2 separate regions of the Sus scrofa genome follow, and region 2 is linked to region 1. The links are chromatin contacts, called in public HiChIP or PLAC-seq maps. All regions are on one chromosome and are shown on one strand. The core of a region is the stretch at or near the end of the contact, and the rest is flanking DNA. Distances in the headings are between cores, read along the strand shown.

Region 1 (5,140 bases), core at 331-2,830:
GCTAAAAACAAACAACAAATGACTAAATATCTGTATAAAATATTCGGAACTCTTATTTATTTTTTCTCAGTATATATCATAATTTAATATGTGCTAAAGGGAGTATTTCAATTCTGTGGGAATGAATGGTTTATGTAATAACTAGTGCTGGCATAACTGGCTATTCATTTAGAATAAAAGGAACTTGTATCCTAATTTCACAACAAATCCAAAGGTAAATTCCAAGTGTATTAAAAACGTACATGTACCCAATAAATCTCAGAAGAACATTTTGGTGACTACGTGGAAATCTAGGGGACAGAGGACACGTCTCACACTAAAACCAGAAGCCTGGAAGTAAAAAAGATAGACATGTTTGATCACCTAAAAATGTAAAACGTTTATATGCCCAAAAGATACCATAAGCAAAGTTAAGAGTAAAAATACGCATTTAGAAAAACATGTGTCATGCCCAAACTCCTGTTTAAAAATCAGGTTTCCAGAAATATTGGCTCTTTCTCACTACGCAACCAGTTCTTGTCTTTGTTTTACAAGAACAGCAGCAAAACCCTCAAGTCCTATCAAAGTTCAAATTCAAGAATAATACGCCAAAAGTCAGCAACAGTCTGCCCGGTCCTGCTTCCCAATAAGCAACAGTAAAACCTCATTAAAAAGAAAAGATTAAGGACCTAGAGGGTTTGCTGATAAAAATCAAATTCAGATTTAAAAGAGGAATCTATACCAAAGGAGGCTGTGGTAGTTCGGTCACTCAAGAAGCCAAGACAACTGTATACATGAGCTGCCTGGGACTGTTCTAGACTATTCTGGTCATATGGCAGATGACACCAGGATTCCACCGAATGGCAAACTAAAAGAGGACAGTTATGCATAAGGTGGACAGAAGAAGCGAGTCTGTGACAAAATGCACCAGGACCTGAAATAAGACATCGCACACATCAACGAGCAGGAAAGCTGATAGCAGGAGAGACGTGGTGAAACAAAGAGGAGTTTCAAGGGAGCAAAGCTCCATCTGCCTTCAATGGTCAGAAGCGATGGTCAGAACCTCTAACCAGCTCGGCGGCAATCACTGCGATGCCTGTATTTCCTTTTCCAAATATAAATGGCCTAGGACTAAAAATACACCGTGGCTTCTTCCTGTGGGCTGCTGAGAAAAGCAACAGCCCGTAGGAAGAAATGGGGTGTGAGCATTTCAGCACTGCCCACAGCCACGGCCCTCTGAAATTCCTGAATGAGTGCTGGAAAATAAGGCATGGCTTGGGAAGATGCTTCATCTAAAAATAATAGACAAACAACACTTTTAAAGGAGATGACCAAAGAAATTACACGCCCAAACGAGGATGTTGCTTTCTTAACAGCAGTAACATGACCTAGTCAAACACTGGGGAGGAAAGGTACTTGAAACTCAAGGATCTATTCATACAAAATGATTTAAGTCAGGAATAATGCATTTATGACCCAGAGTAAGTTATTTTTCAGGTCTCCATTATAATAAAAACTCTTGATGCAATAAATATGTTTTGTAAAATTCTAGTAGACTGGACTACGGCGATTGCATTTCCAGGAAAGAAAATTGGCAGCACAGGAAACAAGCTGAGCTTTTCCTGCTGGGCAGTTGCTTTTATTACAGTCACAGACATCGGGGAGGGGGGGGCGGGTACCCAGCAAGAAACAAAAACAGGGAAAGGGGGAGAAAACAAACCAAGAGACCTTTATTACATAAAGTAGTAAAGAAGGACAGGATAGAAGTCAGGGAAGAAAATTGGGCAACAGTGAAATACGCAGCTGGCTCTTTAGTTCTGACTGTTTCAAAGCCACCAGTCACCACACCCTGCCCAAGGCTCATTCCTGGGCCTTGAGGTGCTATTACCTGTTCCTCTACTACATGGAGAAAGGACAAGCTCAGGTATAGGAAGCAGGAAACAAGTCCCTCTCTTTTTTTAAGCTCTATGGTTAGATTTTCACAGAGTGGTTATGGCCTTGCCCTTCAAGTATTCTGCATTTCTAAAATGCAATATTTATCAATGCTCAAATGTAAAAGAATGTCTTCAAACAATAAATACATGGAGTTCCCTTGTGGCACAATGGGTTAAGGATCAGTAGCCAGGAACTTCCACATGCCAAGGATGCAGTCAAAAAAAAGAAAAAAGAAAAAAGAAATACAACAACAACAAATACAAAGTATTTGGGGCTTATCTCTTGTTTTGACCTATTCTGTACATTCTAGTCTGTGATGAAGGAGCGATGTTTGATCTCAGATTCGTATTAACGCTGGTATCATTTTTAAAATTCTCAATGGAACCCAAATTTTACTGAACCTTTGTTTGCCTTTCGTTGTCAATCCTAGATCTGTATCTATTGCTTTTGGCATTTTCTTTCCTTTTCCATTATGTATCCTTTTTCCTAAAACTCATGTCAATCTAATAAATTGACTTTAGAATTCAGGTTAATTACAGCAAGATGCAGGTTACTTCCACAAAATAATATAAGCAGAGGATGTGCAATTAAGAACTTTGCTCCTGTAACTCTTCCCTCTCTACAATTACCCATTTTCAACTGTCTTCTTGATCCTTCTTGACAGAATACAAATAGGCTATGCTGTCTCTCTCTTTTAAAATCCCTCCCTTGAGAGCTTAAATGCCTCTTCAGCTACCATTCCATTTCTCCCTAACTCTTGCAATGAAACTAGTCCTAAGAGCTGTTGAGACTTTCAGTCTCCCCTTGCCTCACTCCCATCTGAACATGAACTCACCTCGGTCAGTCCTTTCTCCCCACTGCGCCACTGACACAGTGTCACCAGTAAACTCCAGCCTCCTCAAATCCTTAACTCTCAGTCCTTAGGTTATCTGATCCCTTAGCAGCCTTGGCTGTAACTGACGACTCCCTTCTTGCAACATTTTCTTCACTTGCATTCTGTCTAAGACTCTTTTCTTTTACCTTAATAGTAGATGAAGGAAGGGAGGAAAAGAGAGTTCTAAATACACCTACTTTTCCATCAAGGCAGGACCAAACCAAGAGCAGCTTTGCCTGTGAGTCCTTACGACCTTCTATGCTTTTGCTGCTAAGCATCTATGAACACTAATGACAATCTCCTGGGAAATCTACCAAAAACTTCCCCAGGCTGAACTGACATTTCTTTACAAGGTCAAACAATCCCTCTAGGGTCTGGCTTATAAATAACATGTCTCAGAGGTTAGTAGCCCATCCACTAGCCTTCTAATCTCGCAGCACTGTCACTTCCAGGGCTACGGCTACTCTGTCCTCTTGGTATGGAGCAGAAAAACATCTTCCTTTAACATTTTCTCCCTTCCAATGTCAGGGAGATCTCTGACAGCTTCCCTCTGCTGGCTCTAGTCTAAACTGTATTTGCTTACTGTACCTTCCAGAACACTGTACCCTTTTCTTTACATCATATGTCACGTTCAAGGTCCAACAGATTTGTTGGTGCTCTGGGTTAGCAAACAACCTGCCATTCTTTTAGACCATCTTCTGTAAATACTTCGATGAGAAGACGTTCTCTCTTCATTAGAATGCTTTTCCACATTCTTCTATTGGGGAAGTTTCACGCTACCACATTCCAGAACCTCACCGCCCACTCTGGGCATCCCAGCAGAAACATTTTGCCCAGGAGTTACCGCTGTGGTGCAGCAAGTTAGGAATCCAACTGCAGCAGCTCTGGCCCCTGCAGAGGTGAGGGTTTGATCCCAAACCCAGCACAGTGGGTTAAGGATCTGTTATTGCTGCACCTGTGGCTTGAATTCAATCCCAGGCCTGGAAACTTCCACATGCTGTGGGTGCGACCAAAAAAAAAAAAAAAAAAGAACTTTGTTTTTCCAACCACATATATAACACCATCTGTGAAAATAATTTTGTCAAATACAACTTTCTCTATCTGCAATTATAATTAAACTCGCTCCCCATGGCATATCCATGGCTGGTCTACATTTTAACCCAGCTCTGTCCACAGTTGTTAGTGAATTGTATGATTTTTTGGTTTGATGTCAGTATCTCCTATAAACTATAAGCACCCAGATAAGACAGCATCTATTTTGCTTAATGCTACATCCCTGGTGTCAATAAAATGCCTAATACATGACAGATGCTCAGTGAATATTTGAATGGACAATGACTCAATTCCTATTATTTCGGACATAGACGTGTACATTCACCATCCCTTATGTAATATGGTCATCTATTTCTCAACTGAGACCAGGTATGTTACTCCAACTTTATTTCATTTTTTTGTCTTTTTAGGGCTGCACCCATGGCATATGGAAGTTCCCAAGCTAGTGGTCGAATTGGAGTTGGAGCTGCCGGCCTACACCACAGCCACAGCAACACCAGAGCTAAGCTTCAACTGCAACCTACACCACAGCCCACGGCAACACCAGATCCTTAACCCACTGAGGGAGGCCAGGGATCAAACCTGCGTCCTCATGTATACTAGTCAGATTCACTTCTGCTGAGCCACCACAGGAACGCCTGCTGTTCCAACTTTAAAAGTCGGTACAATCATCTTCATGTATATGCGCTAGTTTTGTATTTTTATTATTTGCATTTTGAAAATCCAACTCCCCTACTGTATTTTCTTTGGCTTATCCATTCCAGATACACAAGTACTATATGAGAATGGAAATAGGGTTCCCTTTATTGCTGGCACAGTGCCCAGCTGCATATGTGCAAAATAAAGACATGAGGAATTACTGACATGCCCTTTCTTTTATTCATTCTGTGAGGTGGGCAGCCCTCCCTCCACTACTCACTTTTACCATCATCTAATTAATCAGGTAAACCATAAAAAAAAAAAAACCCTTATAAAATGCGATAGCAATATTTGTAGAAAATGGTGTTTATAAAAACTTAATATAAACTAATAAAAAGAGAAAGTATGGGGTTTTCCAGACAATTTCTCATCCTATGATCTCAGCCCTTATAATATGTTGTACCAAGAACTTTGAGAAGCATTTCTAAGCCACCTTCTTGGATGAAGTTTTTCACTTTTAAATTCAAGAAACTTTTTTTCCCCTACAACTTTCTGTTTTTACAAGACAGAGAAAAAAATGTATGAATATCATTGCCTCAGGTATTTTGAGGGGGAGATAATAATGATAAATAATTAAAAGCATTTATTGACAGTTAATCA
Region 2 (5,352 bases), core at 916-3,415, 750 kb after region 1:
ACCTATTTCCAGCAAAATATGTTTAAATGTCTGAGCCTCATATTTGGTAGCATGCATCCTTTGGTCTTCTCATTTCTGTTTGCTCCCTTTTATGCAACTCTAGTAACTACTCCAGGTACTCCAAGCTACTACCTGTTCCTTTTACTTAACCTGAGTTTTTTATACCTCAGTGCCTTTGTTCATACTGTTTTCTTACTTTGGAGCAGCATGTCCAAAAGAACTTTCTGCAGTGAGAAAAATGACATGCACTATCCAATATGGTAGCCACCAGCCACAAGCGATTGATTATCTGGTACTTGAATATAGGCTAGTGTGACTGAGGAACTAAATATTTGATTTTGTTTTAATTGATTTAAATTTAAGTAGCCACATGCAGCTAGGAGCTGCTGTGTTGGATGACACAGACCTAATTTCTGTTCTTCTCTTTCATTTTATGTCCAAATAATACCCATGTATTATCATCTAGTACACAGGTTGCTTTATCCTTAAAGTCTGCATTTGCACCCTTAACCTAGCATCTTCCCTTTCACCTTCTATCTCACATCTGGGCTTGTGTTTCATACTGTGCATTTTGGATTTGCTCATACTCCATCTTTCCTACTAGGCAATAGGCTCCTTCTAGTGGGATCCACGGCTTTGCTTCTAGAACACTGACTACCATATCCAACATTTGCTGAGACTATTGTAATAGGGAAGGAACTCTGTATCCTGTAATCACTCAAAGGATGTTGATCATAAACTTAATTATACATAATGACCCTTCTCTGGGAACTATGCCTCCAAGGTAATGAGCATTAAGCTAAATTACCTTTGTTGAGCTCATAGGAAACCACCTGACCAGGCCCACTTGCGAATGACTGCAGGAAGGAAGAAGTTAACACATCCCCTCCAGAGGCTGTGTTGGACTTTATTCCTCCCCTTTTAGTATAAAAGAAGCCTGAATTCTAACTCCACTCGGGCAAGTTGGTCCTTTGAGACAAGCGTCCACCATCTTCTCAATTTGCCGGCTTTCTTTTCTTTCTTTTTTTTTTTTTTTTGTCTTTTTGCCTTTTTCTAGGGCTGCTCCCGAGGCATATGGAGGTTCCCAGGCTAGGGATCGAATTGGAGCTGTTGCCACCGGCCTACACCACAGCCACAGCAATGTGGGATCTGAGCCGCATCTGCGACCTACACCACAGCTCACGGCCACACCAGATCCTTAACCCACTGAGCAAGGGCAGGGATCGAACCCGGAACCTCATGGTTCCTAGTCGGATTCTTTAACCACTGGGCCACCGCAGGAACTCCGATTTGCCAGCTTTCTGAATAAAGTCACTATTCAGGAAGGCAATAACTTGTCTCTTGATATACTGGCCTGTTGCGTGGGAAGCGGTATGAACTTGGACTTGGTAACATTATCATGGCCTGCCCTAAGTGAAAGTCACTCACTTAACCCACCCGCCTGCCCACCCACAACCTCTCCAAATTCTTCAGGCTCTGTGGGGCCCCAGCCTCAGCACAAGACCCATGTTAAGTCTCAGCGTTTAGATACTTAACCAAGGAGCCTCAGAGACAACCTCATCCTCAGCTTACGAAGACATGCTTTTTAAAACAAGTCCCCACTCAGTGATCCTACGGAAACAGTGTTTCTGAGGACCAACTGGCTGTTCACTAGGCACAGAGGATGAAGATCTGGTGGTGAAAGAGCTCCGTGCATTTCAGGGAGGTGCAAAGGAAGGGCGGCTCCACACACAAGCATTCAAAACGGAGGTGGCGCCTCCAGCCCTGGCCTGCCTTGGTTTTCCCAAACAGGGCTGTCTCCCCAGGCCCTTCTGGCAAGTCGTCTTCTCCAAAAGCTTGTTTGAGGCCCTTCAACCTGGGAAGGAGGAGACGTTGAAAAGGCCGGCCTCAAAATGTCCTTTCCTCGCAGCAACAGCATCTGCAGGCCCAGACCTTCGTCGGATGGGGCGCGTTTGGCACATGTTCCCGGCGCGCTGCATTTCAATTGCTGAAATTTCTTTGTGGACCTCGGTTCCCAAGGGCAGGGGAAATTGGAGGGTGAACAATTAGAGGCTGGCGCGGGCCCCGAGTGGCTCTCGGCTGCCTGGCGCGCCTCCGAGGGCTGTCAGAGCCCCAGGCACGCTCGGCTTCTGTCACTATCAGGATCTGGCAGAGCCCTGCCCTCGCCCGGCCCGGGGGCCGGCGAGCTGGGAGGGAAGGGAGCGGCAGCGGAGGGGGCTGAAGATAAGTCTCCTAAGCGAGCGGAAGCCGGGGGTGGGGACGGCGAGGGGGAGGGCCCGGCAGCCACGAAGTCGGAGGCACAGCAGCCTCTGCAGCTGAATCAATTTGGAGATAAAAATAGTGCCTGCCGCCCCTGCCTCTGCAGTGATTTCACAAAGGTCTCAGCTGCGTTGGAGAGAAAGCCAGCAGGAGGGTCCCTACCTCCTCCCCAAACTGGAGCAAAACAGCAGCGACATCCAGAGCTGAGACCTCGTTCTCCTCCCTCTCCTCCCTCTTTCTCTCTCCTTGTTTTCCTGCCTCCCACTCTCCATCCAAGACCCCACAAATGCCTCTGGCCTCACCTGTTCTTCTCCTTAATGGGATAATTAAAGACAGGGAAAAACGGATCTTCAGAGGGTGAAAGAGGTAGGGATTGCAGACACTCATAATGAATCCAGATGGCACTTGCCCCTGACTTTCCACCCCTGAGACCCTGGACAGAGATGACCGACCTGCTCTAAAGACTGAAGCTTTGTACCAGGCAGACATGAACACCCTTCAAGAAGGGGTCCTCTGAAGTCAGACCCACCTAATATTTTCATAGGGAACTTGCCTGAGCATTCAGAGAAAACAAAACCTGGCATTGCCAATTAGTGCGACTGTCCCAGGAGACGGAGATTTAGGGATCAGTTTCTGTGACGGATGCGAGAAACCTCTCTGGAATTGGAACCGAAAGGGACGCGGAGTGAATAGCGCTTTGGCACTTTGCAGAGCTATTATCCCTGCAGTGCGGGGAGGTAACCTTTCCTCTGCTACCTTCTGACATTTGCATGGAGGCAAATGCATCATTGGTAATTGCACCTGAGTGTCAAAGCCACTTGATGTGTGTGTTCCAACCAAGGTAAGAATGAGGACTTTAGCATTAAGGGAAGGGAGGCAAAGAAGAAATGCAGACAAATTACAGGAGAGGAGATAATGGAATTGGCCATAAAAAGTAACGGCTTGGATTGATGTTTCCTTCACACGCCTGCAGAAGGTGTACCATCACGATTAAATAATGCACTGCTTGTGAAAGTGCCTAAACTAGTGTCTTGCTTTTTAAAAACACTCCTTAGTAAATACCATCTTTTATGCTTTCAAATTGAATGTGCTTAAACATCCCTTGAGAGGAAATATAAAATGGGTACTATTTAAGGAATCAAAATCGACTGAGTCCTGTATAGAGAAGATATTCCAAGTAGACCCCTCCCATCCTTCTATTTTCATCTGATTCTTTCATGTCAGGGGAACTTTAGCCTTAGACCTTTAACTCAGTAGATGTTAAATACAGGACGTAGAGACATCATAAAGACACTGGACCCAAAGGTTTCTCAAACTGTGAGGTCCAAAGTGAGAAGCTTGTTTTTGATTTTACGTATAACTCTGACATAATTTCATTTTGTTAAAAGGAAGAAATAACTCCTGTCAGAGAGAGAGGAATACAATATCGCCAAACTCTCCAATTTGGCTAATACAGCAAACTGTTAGTCAACCACACGGGGAATCTGGCTTTCTCATGGGGACCCATTGTTTACAGAAATATCTCAGCTGAGAAAAAGGCAAACATTTCCCCCCGAAATACGGTGATACAATTCAGATGGCTTTTCAAAGATATTTACAAGCACTCAGGGAAAAATCTATGGAAAATTGAACATCGCCACAAAGGTCCCATTTGGCACTTCTGAACATTTTGATGCCCTTTGAATGTCCTGATGACTATTTTCCCACTGACGAACAAAGACATCTGAAGCAAAGCCCGTCTATAGGGTGTTGGTTTTCTAATAGAAGTTAGTGAAAACGGAACAAGCTCAGGATGAATGGAGTGTATTTGATTAAAAAAAAAAATCAAAGATTTGAAATATAATTGAACTGCATTTCTTTTTTCATGGAAACATATTTTAAAATCCGAAATACATTTTGAAATTCAGCCAAACAACCTTGGTTCTGTGAGTATGCAGAACATAGCCGACAATCTTACAGACCGTTTTAGGAACACTCTAGGACTTCCTGTTTCAGGATGCTTTAGGACAGAGCCAAAGAAAGCTACTTGCTTGCAAAAAGTGTTGGTATGTTGCTAACTATGGTAGAGAGAGGACTAGGATGTGGATTCAGTAAGAGCAGCAAAGTTGTATTGATCCCTGTTGTGAATCAGTCTCTTCTATACTTTTGAAAAAAAAGATGTAAGCATGTTCTAGCCCCTGTCATTCGCCAGGGCTGTCACCACATTGCCTGTATAGTGATAAAAATGCCCAGGTTTACCTAACAGAGGTTAGAAGTGAAAAGAGCAACGGGAGAGAGCTGAGGACAGAATATTCCATACATCTGTTTCCAGCACCATGGCAACAAGACAGAATAAAGTAGACTATTCATACTACTAACACATGGATATGCTGCATAATGTTACATTATCTATCTCCCATGTTTCTTTCTTTCTTTCTATCTATCTATCTATCTATCAAGGAACAAAGGAAATCTTCAGCTGCCAAAAGCAAAGAGGAAACTCAAAGTCTGAGAATTAAGTGTGTGCACATACACTGGGGCAGCTTTGGGGATATCAGGCTCCATTAAAGACCCAAATGCCAGGGCCTGAGAGTTTTTACCATGCAGGGTCTAGGACATGGCAAGGGACACGTACAAGGGAGGGAGTAGAAAGGATGCCTTTTCATAAGGCCAGGACTTTGGAAGAGCTGCCTTCTCCATGAAAGGGGATTAGAGAGAGCATCCTCTCTGGACCTGAGGTTTGTGAGATGTTGAAACAAGGCTGCTCAACACCAGTGTCAAAGTCAGTTTACATTACTTATAAACCATTTGGTGTAAGACTCCGGAGTTATGAAGTTAACAAACAAAAAGATCATGATTAATTATACCCCTATAATGTAGTACAAATCAAAACATAACTCTGTAGAAATGCTAGAGATAAGGATTTCCCTACAGGCCTTCCTTGGAAAACACAACTGTGTGAAATAAGGATCTACCATGTCAGCAATTTGGAAGACACAGTAAACACAAGGAAGGAGGAAAAAAATAGAATAAATGTCATAAACAGGGAACAGATTATTATGAAAAATGAATTGATAATATTAAAAAAGCATAAAGTAATGAAAAAAGTCATTG

Evidence for each region. HiChIP or PLAC-seq counts read pairs in DNA pulled down with a chosen protein or histone mark.
Region 2: a contact with region 1 is called in an H3K27ac HiChIP or PLAC-seq map of skeletal muscle, with 7 times the contacts expected there. The contact joins two enhancer-like sites. A contact is called at or near these places in 2 of 47 Hi-C or Micro-C datasets (embryonic fibroblasts and fetal skeletal muscle) and 1 of 2 datasets of contacts at active chromatin or transcription factors (skeletal muscle).

Annotation. Positions count from the first base shown.
Region 1 is chr11:46,147,056-46,152,195 of Sscrofa11.1, forward strand. All of the region lies in intron 3 of KLF12 (Kruppel like factor 12), which reads right to left. Among named protein-coding and RNA genes, the nearest start is that of KLF12, 160 kb to the right of the region's middle. Within about 2 kb of position 1,581, at least 7 of the 83 cell types and tissues checked have an H3K27ac peak or open chromatin away from gene starts, as enhancers often do. A contact at or near this core is called in fetal skeletal muscle and skeletal muscle, where this site is marked.
Region 2 is chr11:46,895,111-46,900,462 of Sscrofa11.1, forward strand. No RefSeq gene overlaps it. Among named protein-coding and RNA genes, the nearest start is that of KLF12, 590 kb to the left of the region's middle. Within about 2 kb of position 2,166, at least 21 of the 83 cell types and tissues checked have an H3K27ac peak or open chromatin away from gene starts, as enhancers often do. A contact at or near this core is called in fetal skeletal muscle and skeletal muscle, where this site is marked.